Regions from separate parts of the Mus musculus genome. Here regions 2 and 3 are each linked to region 1. Evidence: chromatin contacts called from public ChIA-PET and HiChIP or PLAC-seq data. All regions are on one chromosome and are shown on one strand. Each heading gives the region's core, a stretch centred on a gene start, on an enhancer-like site or on the middle of the called end of the contact. The rest is flanking DNA. Distances are from core to core; before and after follow the strand shown. Region 1 overlaps Unc5b (unc-5 netrin receptor B). Region 2 holds the start of Pcbd1 (pterin 4 alpha carbinolamine dehydratase/dimerization cofactor of hepatocyte nuclear factor 1 alpha (TCF1) 1). Region 3 overlaps Cdh23 (cadherin 23 (otocadherin)).

Region 1 (3,502 bases), core at 252-2,751:
GGTCAGGATCAAGGGCACAGGCCTCAGGTTCCTGTTCAAACCCAGGATCTGCCACTGTGAACTTTGAACAGTAGTCTGAAGTGCTCACTGCCCAAGGCTTCAGTACCCTTCGCTATAAAATGGGCTTTCCGGCTCTTGTCTGTCTTTTCCACATCTGACATTCTATGACTCTACCTAACAGCTCCTGAGAACCTGAACTACCTGTAATGAGAAAGCCAGGAGACACAGATAGCTCACATACAATATTCACAGAACATCAAATGGTGCCCATGTGCTCTGGGGCATCCTGGGAGCCAGCTGGGGGCCCAGATTTTAACTTCCTGGTGACCTCTGCCAGAGGCAGTAGCCCGGTTCATATCACAGGGACAGAGCCACAGAAGGAAATGCCAGCAAGGTTCTGAAGACTGAACCAGAGGGCATCTATTCTGTGCCCCACCCCCAGCCCCAGGGAGGCCTGGCTGGCCTGTCTCTCAGCTGTCAGCTGCAGAGCTGTTTCCCTATTAGCTGCTCTGGCTGCTGAAGGAGCAAGGAGCTCTGGACAGACTACAGAGCTGTGAACAAAAGCCAGGCCAGGCAGTGGCTGCCCTTGGGGCTGAAGTGATGGACAGGGGCCTGAGGAGCCACAGGGGAGGGGAGACAATGGGAGTGGGTGGGTGTCCAGGCAAACAGGTTTGGCCAGTGGAAGGGAAACTGAGAGTGAGCAGGAACCTCCAGCATTTTCCGGGGCTGTTATTCTAAGCAGCTTTTTATTTATTCAGAGGTCAGGGATGCGGCTTAACAACTGTCAGCTCGATATTTATTACAGGTGCATCAGCCTGGACCACGGACCCTGTGATGAGGTGACCACAGGACCTTCTTTCCCCCCACCACCCATCTCCTTAGTGTGGCTACTTGGAAACCTGCAAGGAAAGGCTGAAGGGCCTTACTTTGCTGAAAGACAGCCAAAGCCAGCTCTTGGTTTACTTTGGGGGAAACTGAGGCACCAATCTACCTCCAGATCATAGAGCATCCTGGTCGTTGTAATAAACTAATGCTCTGGAAGAGATCAGACTCCAGCAGCATTTAGAAATGCAGTTAGCAACCTGCCTGTCAGCCCAGAGGATCCAGGCACAAGACTGCAAGCCTTGCTTCCAACGTGCTCAAACTGCTACTGCCTCAGTTTCCCCTTCTGCATAAGCAGGGTCATGCCACCCACTTCCTACCTAGGCTGGAAGACACCCTGCAACTAGAATTTGCTTATTCACTTTTACGTGGCCCCGGGATGTGGGGAGGAGAGACTCAGAGTGTGGGGGGGGGGTCTCTCTATAGCCACCAAGTGCCTTCCTTATTAGGTTCCTAACAAAGGCTTCTAAGGAAGGCAGAGGCAACCAATAAATCTCCCTCACCAAGAGTCTCTTCCTAACAGACTGAAGACGTGTAAATGACCCAGTGCATTGCTGGGAGTGCCAACAGGCGGAAGTGGTGGTGACATCATGCGCCCATCCGGCTCCGAGCCTTCCAGCAGCCTGAGGTCAGCTCACAGAGCCCTGGCACCTCCCCCAGCAGCCCCACACCGAGCCAAGAGGAGCCTGGCACTGCCAGCGCTGGGGCTGGGCTGACAGCTTGGAGTCCCTCCTTCCTCACGTCCCCTCTCTGTGATGCTTCCCCCCCCACACACACACACTCCAACCCCCACCACCCCAATCGCATCCCTGAACAGCATTCACCAGCAAACGTGAGATTGCTGCTTCTCATATAACACATGAGCTGTGGTGTGAACTTCTGGTAAATGGAGATCTTATTTAAACTGCGTGCTATCAGGGGAGAAGAGACAGGTTCCAACACAGCTCAGCTCTGTTGCCAGAAAAAAGGAGATGCCGGCACTGCTGGAGCCCAGAGCCATTGGTGTCTCTCAGGCACCAGGAGAGGGGCAACAGGGCCCTGGACAGCACTTTGCCATTTATTTGGGAGAGACGGACAGGATACCAGTTTCCTAATAGGGTTTGGCAAGGTTACCTCACTAGGGAACTGTTTGCTCTGTGGGACAAAAGAATGCCGTAAGGTCACAGACATCTCCAGAATGACAAAATGTAGGTGGGACAGGAGGGCCCAGAGTATACCTAATCACAGCCCTCTGCCTTCTTTGCAGACAGAACTACAAAGGAACTGAAGTCCCAGCACCCAGCCTACAGCCACTGTTGCTGGAATCTCTGTGTGCCCACTGTTGGGGCTCATGGTTGGGGAATACAGGCTAGAATCTCTTGGAGCCTTGCAAAGACCCAATGTCTATGCCAGACTTAAATATGCAGACGGGGTTGGGGGGAGCAGGCGTGTGAACTCTAGCAAATTCTAGCTAACACTTCTGTGACACACTTAGTGACACACTTAGCGAGCAAATGTTCACTGAGGCCTACTCTGTGTGGGACACTGTTCTGGCCACTGGGCCATTCCCAAGGGACACAGCTCTGCCCTCATGGAGTGAGAAAGCCAGCTAAACCAGAGAACTTCTGTGTACAGGCACATGAGAACTCCAGGTGGTGGTAGGTGCTGATGGATGGGGCTGTTAAGCTTTCTAAGAGGGGACACCTGAGCGGACACAGGACAAAAAGCTGCCAGTCTGGTCAAACTGAGGGTTCCAGTGTTCCACAGTGGAGCAGATTTCCTTATGTGGACGCGAGGGCCCTTCTCCATGAGCTATGGAATCCACGCTTCTGCCAACACCCCTTACATTCACGAGGTGCCCATGGGAACATGCCATGTTCAAAATGTGCCTAGCCATTTGAGGCCAACAGACATTATAACACTTTCTCTCTTCAGGAAATTCTACAGGTGACAGGGCTATGGGGACAATGGAAAGTGTTTGATGGAATGAAGGAAGGGAGTGGAGTCTATTAAGCTAACCCTACACCTATCAGGTAGGGAAAGTCTCAGAGAGAAGTATACTGCTTAGATGTGGCCTCTCTGCTTTGAAGGGGGATGGGGACAATGGCCCCACTGCCCTCTCAAAGTTGTCACCACCACCAACCCCTTGCACCAAACCTACACCAAGTTTCTGCCACTCAGTTACACTCATGTAAATAGCCCATTCTGCCCATTCTCGCCATGGTACAAGCCTGGGACACACCCAGGGCACGTCCATGGCTCCTCCAGTTTGTGGAAGATGGGGATGGCCTTTCCTCTCACAATACCAAAACTACCCAGACAAAATGGTACCAGATAAGGCTGTGGAGTTTGAAGTCTGGTGAAATCTGGAATCTCGCCTGTAGGGAACATAGGTCCTAGCGATCCACCGCTCAATTACATCAAGAAAGAAAATAGGACAGAGTTGGGTTGGAGTGGCTGACCCACATACCCAGGGAGAGAGAGGGGCAGATGGACGTCTTCAGATGTCCCTGCTCAGGAAAAGCAGGCTGGGTCACTGGTCAGTCAGTGGACAGACAAGTGAAATCAATTTCTAGCATGGCGACTGGCTTATGGAGAGTCGTCCCTGATTCTACCTTTGGGGGAAGGCCTGGAAACCAGC
Region 2 (3,592 bases), core at 440-2,939, 270 kb after region 1:
TCAGATATCCTGCATATCAGATATTTAAATTATAATTTATAACAGTATCAAGATTACAGTTATGAAATAATGGATCTTTAGGGAGCTGGAGAGACGGCTCAGTGATTAAGAACACTGACTGCTCTTCCAAAGGTCCTGAGTTCATTTCCCAGCACCCACATGGTGGCTCACAATCATCTATAATGGGATCTGATGCCCTCTTCTGGCATGCAGGTGTACATGCAGATAGAGCACTCATTATACATAAATAAATCTTTAAAAAAAAAAAAGAAAGAAAAGAATCAACTAATGGTACATAGAACATGAATGGACTTCAAAGGTAAGTATAAACTAAATGGTTTCAATGCATGGGGCCATGGGGATGTCTAGAAAATGCAACCTGCTTGCCAGCAATTGAAGAGCATTGGCTTAGGGGGAGCCCTGGAAGAGAGAGGCTATCTGGTGGCACAGGGAGAGGTGTTCCTAATCCTGCTGATGGATTCCTAAGAGAAGCACATGTCCCTCCATGTCACTGAAGTTATTAGGGTCAGAGCCTGGACCCTGGCAGTCCTAACAAGCAGGGCTCACCCACTACTCTCTATATGCCAACGAAAGAGACAAGTCACAGCAGAGGTGCTGTGGAGAGGGCTCAGAGCGCTTACTGCTCTCGCAGAGAATCTGAATTTGGCTCCAGTACCCATATGAGGCAGCTCACAACAACACCTAAGTGCAATTCCAGGGGATGCAATGTTCCCTTTTGGCCTCCATGGCATCTACATGCATACAGCACACAGTACACATAAATCCATGCACCCACACAAATGCGCACGCGCACACACACACACACACACACACACACACACACACACAAATAAATCTTAAAAATTAAAACAGTGATTAAAACAGCAAGCAAGGTGATTTACTCAATACAGCTTTACTGGGAAGAGAAATGAAGGGGTCCATGAGCCTCCAAGTCTGTCCACTGGGACCTAATCTACGGCTCAAGGTTAAACAGCGGGCAAGAGGAATACCTTACTAAACAAGGTGGCCTGGCAAATTGCCAGAATGGTGTGAAATCTTTCCAGTAGACAAGTTTCTTCTCTGGCTGGCACCAGACCTTAGTTTTTCCTTTTCATACCATGCCTTTCCTGGAAGAAATTCTGATTTCTTGGGTTCCATTGTTTCAATAGCCTGATAGCCCAAAGGAGGGATACGTTGAGTCCCTTTAGAATATCTTCTATTGGGCTGGAGAGATGGCTCAGTGGTTAAGAGCACTGGCTGCTCTTCCAGTGGTCTTGAGTTCAATTCCCAGTAACTACATGGTGGTTCACAACCATCTGTAATAGGATCTGATGCCCTCTTTTGGTGTGTCTGAAGACAGCTACAGTGTACTTATATATAATAAATAAATCTTTTTTAAAAAAGTCTTCTGTTCTGTTAAGATGGTTAAAACTGTGCACTTTATATATGTGCAGTCCAGTGTATGTGACATTTATCTGGGTGGCTTTTGTTGTCGTTGTTACTGTAACAATAGGTCAGGCAGTCTGGTGCCCAGAGTCCTCTGGCAGAGAGGGAGCAGAGGTACTGAGATGTCAAAGCTTTTGCCCTGGAGCCCATCACGCAGCCATGCTCACAGAGCACAGGGCATGGAAAGCATTGCAAGGGCGTGGAGCAAGGAGGACCCATGTTAATTATTACCCGCGGCCACCGGATCTCTGCCCCGCCCCCGCGGTGGCCTGCTGCTTGCCCGCTGCTCTCTCCCTCGCTGCCGCCACCTGCTTCCCGCACTGGACATGGTAAGCGCAGGAAGTCTGGTGGACCCTGAGAGGAGACCAGGAAGTGGGGGGCGGGGGGTGGTGTGGAGAGACGACTAGGGCTCCGATGCTGGGGGCGCGGGCCACGCTGAGCCTCCTGCAGCGCCATCCAGCCGGGCTAGAGTCGCCTGGCCTCCCTTGGGGGCGGTGGCGGTGGGCCTGGAAACCTAGCCTGTCCCAACTCCCAGGCCTAGTCTGCTGGCGGGGTGTGGCAGCAAGGCAAGTCTCCGTGGCGCTGCCTGGCCCTACAGGCTTGCCAGATTGGGGTGGGGGTGGGGGTGGTGTTCAGTTCTCTCTGCACCCAGTGCTGTCCCTGGCCTTAAGCCCCGCCCTAACACCTAGATAGGGTGCTGTGTCCCACCTTGGCGTGGTGGTGGGTCAGGATCTTAGGTAGGTCCCTAGGAAAGGAGCCCCTAGACCTCCCTGCAACCCTTACCAAATAGCGTGGTTCGGGTTCTCTGTACTCGATCAGGGATAGGAGGGTGTTTTGGCAGCTGAGGCCTGGGAAGAGTCATTGGGCCCAAAGACACCACAGGCTTGGATAATCAGTAATCGCTCAGCCCACACTAACAAGCTGACAGAGCTTCCCTAAGCAAATAAGGCCCTTACCCCTCTGACCTGAGTTCAGAGCATTGTCAGCCTGAAAGTTGGTTCTGGAAAATTCTAAAGAGTGGAGCCCTGTTGATACCTGGCTGCCTGGTTACAAGTGTCCCGCTTATCACCCACTGAAGGGTCAATGCTGGAAGTCCCCCACCCCCTTCATTAACCACAGAGCAGATCTCTGCACTGAGCTGGAGCCCCTTGTTTCTGAGAGCACACACACACTGGTGTTGGTTCTGTAGGCCCCACTGCTGGCCTGAGAACTGTCACAGATGTTCTTGTTCTAGGAAGTGTTGGTTTTTTGTTTTTTTTTTTTTTTTTAATGAAGCTGACTTTCACTTGATAACCTTGCTACTGAAGTATTTCCACTGGCATCTCTTGGTCTAAGGAGTGGGTCTCATCCCTTCACTCATGAAGCCAAAGGGCCATTTCGATACCCACCCCAGGGTATGGAAACGATGGGTGGCTTGCAGGACACAGTTCACCTTCCTCCTGCTCCCCAAGCCAAATTTGAGTCCTTGTCAGTTGAACACTGTATCCCTGGGTGATTCTCTTTCACAATCCTAGCTTGTTAGACTCAGGGCCCCACGTTCCTCTAGAGGACAGAACAGACACTAACTTCTGTTTTCCAGGGGTCCACTCAGGACCTGACCTGGTATGTGCTGGGGGATCACACCGTGGGCACTTTGTATAACAGGGTAATGAGCATGCCAGGTGCCCTTGACAGACTACTTCCATTTTGAGTCTGGGCCCTGTGGTCCTAGGTTCCTAAGACAGCCACCCTGAGAGCCTCACCCTGACAGCTGTGGACTATACAGGGGCGAGGAGGAGGTGGCAGAGACTCATCTGGGAATGGGTTTGAATGGGTTTCTGCATCCCACCCCAGGGCTATAGCTCTAAGAGACCACACCTTGAGTCAGTTCATTCCTGACTGAGGATGACTGGCCGGAAGAGCAGAGCACTCACATCCCCTTTGTCTAGGCCTGTTTCTCCTCTAGAACACCTGAACATTGCAGAATGGGTGTGGGGATGGAGCATAGAGAGGGAATGCAGAAAAATGGGGATGCCAGGAAGAACATGTAATGTGTTCGAATTGGGCTGAATTTTGCTCTAACCACCTTGGGGACTCCATGGTGTGCTGTCTTGGAAAGATGAAGGCAGGCAAGCATCTGTGAGGCTCTGGGAGCAAGAGATGGGGG
Region 3 (3,347 bases), core at 259-2,758, 440 kb before region 1:
AGGATCAGGCCAGGAGCAGGAGGCTACTGTGACCCGGTGGGGAAGGAAACTCCAGGAAACAGCATTTTCTTTCAAGTCTGAGGCCTGGATCTCGGGTGGAGAAGAGCACCAGGAACGGGAAGAGAGAAGGGTCACTGTGGGTGTGACCACCAGCCCCAGGAAGATCATAGGCCATAGAGACTACACACACGGCTACATTCACTGCCAGGGGCAGGTTGGGAGGTAGCCTGGGTTTTAAGAACTGCTTCAAGCTGCTCTACTCACCCCAGGCCAGTCCTCACCATCCTTTTGAGGGCCGTGATTTCTGGATCCCATAGCTGACAGCCTTTTGGTATGCACAGTGCTCATGGTCCTTAGGGACCCTTTCCATCTTACAGAAGAAAGCCACTGTGCCCAACCTCAAATCAGGCTGCCTTGCCTGGTTTCAGTCCCCCCAAGACTCTCCCCCCAAGCATCAGGCTGATGTCAGAAGCTGGGGGTGGTGGTAGGGGTGTCAATTCCTCCATGGCTGGCTGTGTGACTTTACACATAGTTACTCGACCTCTCTGGTTTTCCATTTTCTCAGCGGAAAACTTCTGAACCAAGAAGACTTGAGCACTGGATGTAGGAAGCAGGAAATGAGCAAGCACGGGTACAGGTGGTGTATAGTAATCTCCATTACCCCTCCTCTTCCTGTCTGATGGACACTCAGCCTTTCTCCATAGGCCTGTACTTATCTACCAGGGAATAAGTAGTCTGAGTCTGCTAAGGAAGCAAGTTGCTATGGGAAATGGAAACAGTGATAGCTAGTATACCCCATGCTCAGAGCCAAACCAGACAGAGTGAGCTGTCCTGTGTGCGTACATGCATGCGTGCGTGCGTGCGTGCGTGCGTGCGTGCGTGTGCGTGTGTGTGTGTGTGTGTAACTGGCCCTTCAAATTCTTTGGTCAGTTAGGGTCCTCACACCACAGGACCTATGTATACCCTGTTCCCTGTGCCAGAAAAACAAACAAACAAACAAACAAACAAACAAACAAACAAACCTTTCCCTGTTGGCTGCATTAACCCCTGGTCAGCCTGAGTGACTTTAGGCAAGCCCACCCCAGCGTTCCCTGACATTATGTCATAGTGACGCTGTGATAGGGTCCCCTCCCCACCTGAATCTAGCTCTTGCCTTGCAGGCAGGGTTAAATCTGCTGTGGGTTTCTGCTGCATCAGGAGCCCAGCCAGCACAGGCTGGGCCTGGCATAGTCAGTCAATGGTGGTGCTGTGGTTGCTACTTTCTGGTGGTGATAGGGGTGTGGGGGGAGAAGGGAGCCAGCTCTGGTAGGTGAAGAGAGGATGGAGGCCTTCTCCAGCTCCCAGCCTCAGAACCTCACCTCCCTGCCCATCCCCCATCCCCCAGTATACAACCCAGGAGCTCCTATAGCTGAGACTTCCTTCCGGCCTTTCCCCCCACCCCATTGCTGAAGCAGGAAGGAGTCAGGTGGAGGTGAGCTGTGGTTTGGCTACTGGCCCTGGAAAGGAAATTGTACCACCTTTAAAGGCCTTTTGTACGTGCACTGTAGCAACTCAAACAGCACGGGGGCCAACTGGGCTGGGTATCTGGGGCATGAAACAGGTTTTGCTTCTTGGAAGAGAGCTGAGTGGGGGAGAGAGTCTGAAGTTCCTGTCATCCACATCAGAAAGGGTTGCCCGGATGCCAGAGTGGTACCACGCTCTCATGGGATACCCAGCAGCCACCGAGGGCCGAAGGGCAGCGGGGGCCCACGATACCGAGGAAGATGCTAAGGTCTGCTACCCATATCTGCTAAGTTTCCTGCTGGGAGATTTAGGATGTGGTGTACTTGTCTGCTGCCCCAGGAGTTAAAGAAAGCTAAGTGTGTGTGGGTCAAAGCCCCATTCACACCCCCTACCTCTGCTCTGCCCCACCCCCAACCTGCTGAACTCCACCCTCAGGCCCAGTCCTTCTGGGGGCTCTGTCTGACACTCCTGAGCACACAGTCTTGGCAGTGGGGCTCACCCTGTGGACACAGCTACCATGCCAAGACCTCCCTGGGTGCTGGCCCTGAATACCCTCCTTTCCATGTCTCTCTTCCTGAGATCTGCCATCCCTTCTGAGGAGGGCAAGGTTGCTGGCAGGATTCTCTCTTTAGGGGGGGCAGGGGAAGCACACAGAGAGGCTAAGTAGCTTTGCTTTGTCACACAGCCTCTGAGGAGCCCTCAGGTCTCTTTCTGGGTATGTTCCAAGTATTTCTTTATTACTGCACTTCTGTCTCATGATTCCTTAGGGAATGGATGGACCATGGAGGACACAGCTTGGGAGAGGAGAATGGGTGGGCAGCAGAGGTCTGAGAGGAAGCCCTGCTGTAAATGTTTATGTTTCCCCTCTTTTTACACCGTTGATTGGTTTAGTGTGTGTTGGGGTGGCTGGGTGAGTATGGATGGGGGCGGGTAAGCGTGAACACGGGGCATGGCATCTTGTGAAGGTCACAGGATGACTTAGAGTCGGTTCTCTTCTACCGTGTGGGTCCCAGGGACCAGACCAAGGTCACCAGGCTTGGTCGCAATCACCTTTCTTCTCTGCACCAACTGGACAGCCCTCTGCCCTGTGGGCCCTATCTCCAGGGAAGGTCTGTGCACCACCAGTGGTACGAGGCAGTTCATGGGCTAACTCACCTTCTGTAGGCACAGCGGGAGCAGGGGCAGGAACAGGAAGGGAGAGAAAACAGATATAGATGGTTACTGGCTGGCCTGGTACCTTCCACCCACTGCCCATGGGTCAGGTGCTGGGGAATATTGGGTGGGGGCGGAGCTGCCACCCAGGACCCACTCACCACAGTAGAGTCCACCTTGGGGCCGCCATCGTCTGCCACGACTGTCAATGTGTAGAAGTCGCCCTTCTCTCTGTCGACCAAGCCTTTGACTGTGATCACACCCTGTGGGGTATGGGGTAGGGGTGAGGATGACAATTATCAGGCAGCCATTCTCTGCTCCAGCTGGAGCCTACCATCCCCTCACCCCACTCTGCCAGCCATGTTCACAGCACCGTCCTGACACAACTTTCCCATGAGTCTACAGGCTGAAATCCCATTGCTCTTATGGCCCATCCAGATTCCAGCCATCTCTTCTACAAGGGTCTCCTACCTCCCATCACCCCACCAGAATACTGTTCCCGCATATTCTCTGGATGCTCACACTCATAGCTTTTCTGCCCCAGAGCTCTCGGTCTGCCTACATTCCCAGTCTCCCTCGGGACAAGGCCTGGTCCACTGCAGGCATGGTTCTCATCCACCCTGCCAGGGCAAGCAGTGCACAGGCAGACATCAGAGATCAGAGCCATACTACTTGATTCACAAGGTGGGACC

The links. ChIA-PET counts read pairs in DNA pulled down with a chosen protein or histone mark. HiChIP or PLAC-seq counts read pairs in DNA pulled down with a chosen protein or histone mark.
Region 2: an H3K27ac HiChIP or PLAC-seq map of acute myeloid leukemia shows a contact between it and region 1, with 4 times the contacts expected there. The contact joins the promoter of Pcbd1 here to the enhancer-like site in region 1. A contact is called at or near these places in 10 of 39 promoter capture datasets (HPC-7-derived erythroid cells, cranial neural crest, embryonic stem cells and 3 more), 5 of 484 Hi-C or Micro-C datasets (bone marrow-derived macrophages and embryonic stem cells), 23 of 115 datasets of contacts at active chromatin or transcription factors (VIP interneurons, acute myeloid leukemia, bone marrow-derived macrophages and 15 more) and 2 of 9 other capture datasets (adipose tissue and pancreatic islet).
Region 3: an RNA polymerase II ChIA-PET map of memory CD8 T cells shows a contact between it and region 1, with 6 read pairs. The contact joins two enhancer-like sites. A contact is called at or near these places in 4 of 39 promoter capture datasets (embryonic stem cells, hematopoietic stem and progenitor cells, liver and 1 more), 6 of 115 datasets of contacts at active chromatin or transcription factors (the NIH/3T3 cell line, effector CD8 T cells, embryonic basal ganglia and 3 more) and 3 of 9 other capture datasets (adipose tissue, embryonic stem cells and macrophages).

The regions. Positions count from the first base shown.
Region 1 is chr10:60,815,565-60,819,066 of GRCm38.p6, forward strand. The region is part of intron 1 of Unc5b (unc-5 netrin receptor B); the gene reads right to left. Among named protein-coding and RNA genes, the nearest start is that of Unc5b, 14 kb to the right of the region's middle. RefSeq lists an enhancer at 1-1,279. Within about 2 kb of position 1,502, at least 157 of the 459 cell types and tissues checked have an H3K27ac peak or open chromatin away from gene starts, as enhancers often do. A contact at or near this core is called in the NIH/3T3 cell line, VIP interneurons, acute myeloid leukemia and 7 more, where this site is marked.
Region 2 is chr10:61,087,642-61,091,233 of GRCm38.p6, forward strand. Pcbd1 (pterin 4 alpha carbinolamine dehydratase/dimerization cofactor of hepatocyte nuclear factor 1 alpha (TCF1) 1) reads left to right here and starts at 1,690. Exons shown (of 4, transcript NM_025273.4): 1 at 1,690-1,775. The coding sequence starts at 1,773.
Region 3 is chr10:60,379,838-60,383,184 of GRCm38.p6, forward strand. It overlaps Cdh23 (cadherin 23 (otocadherin)), which reads right to left. Exons shown (of 71, transcript NM_023370.3): 34 at 2,817-2,918; 35 at 2,659-2,661. It also overlaps a transcript of Vsir not described here. Among named protein-coding and RNA genes, the nearest start is that of Gm17455, 18 kb to the right of the region's middle. Within about 2 kb of position 1,509, at least 59 of the 459 cell types and tissues checked have an H3K27ac peak or open chromatin away from gene starts, as enhancers often do. A contact at or near this core is called in the NIH/3T3 cell line and memory CD8 T cells, where this site is marked.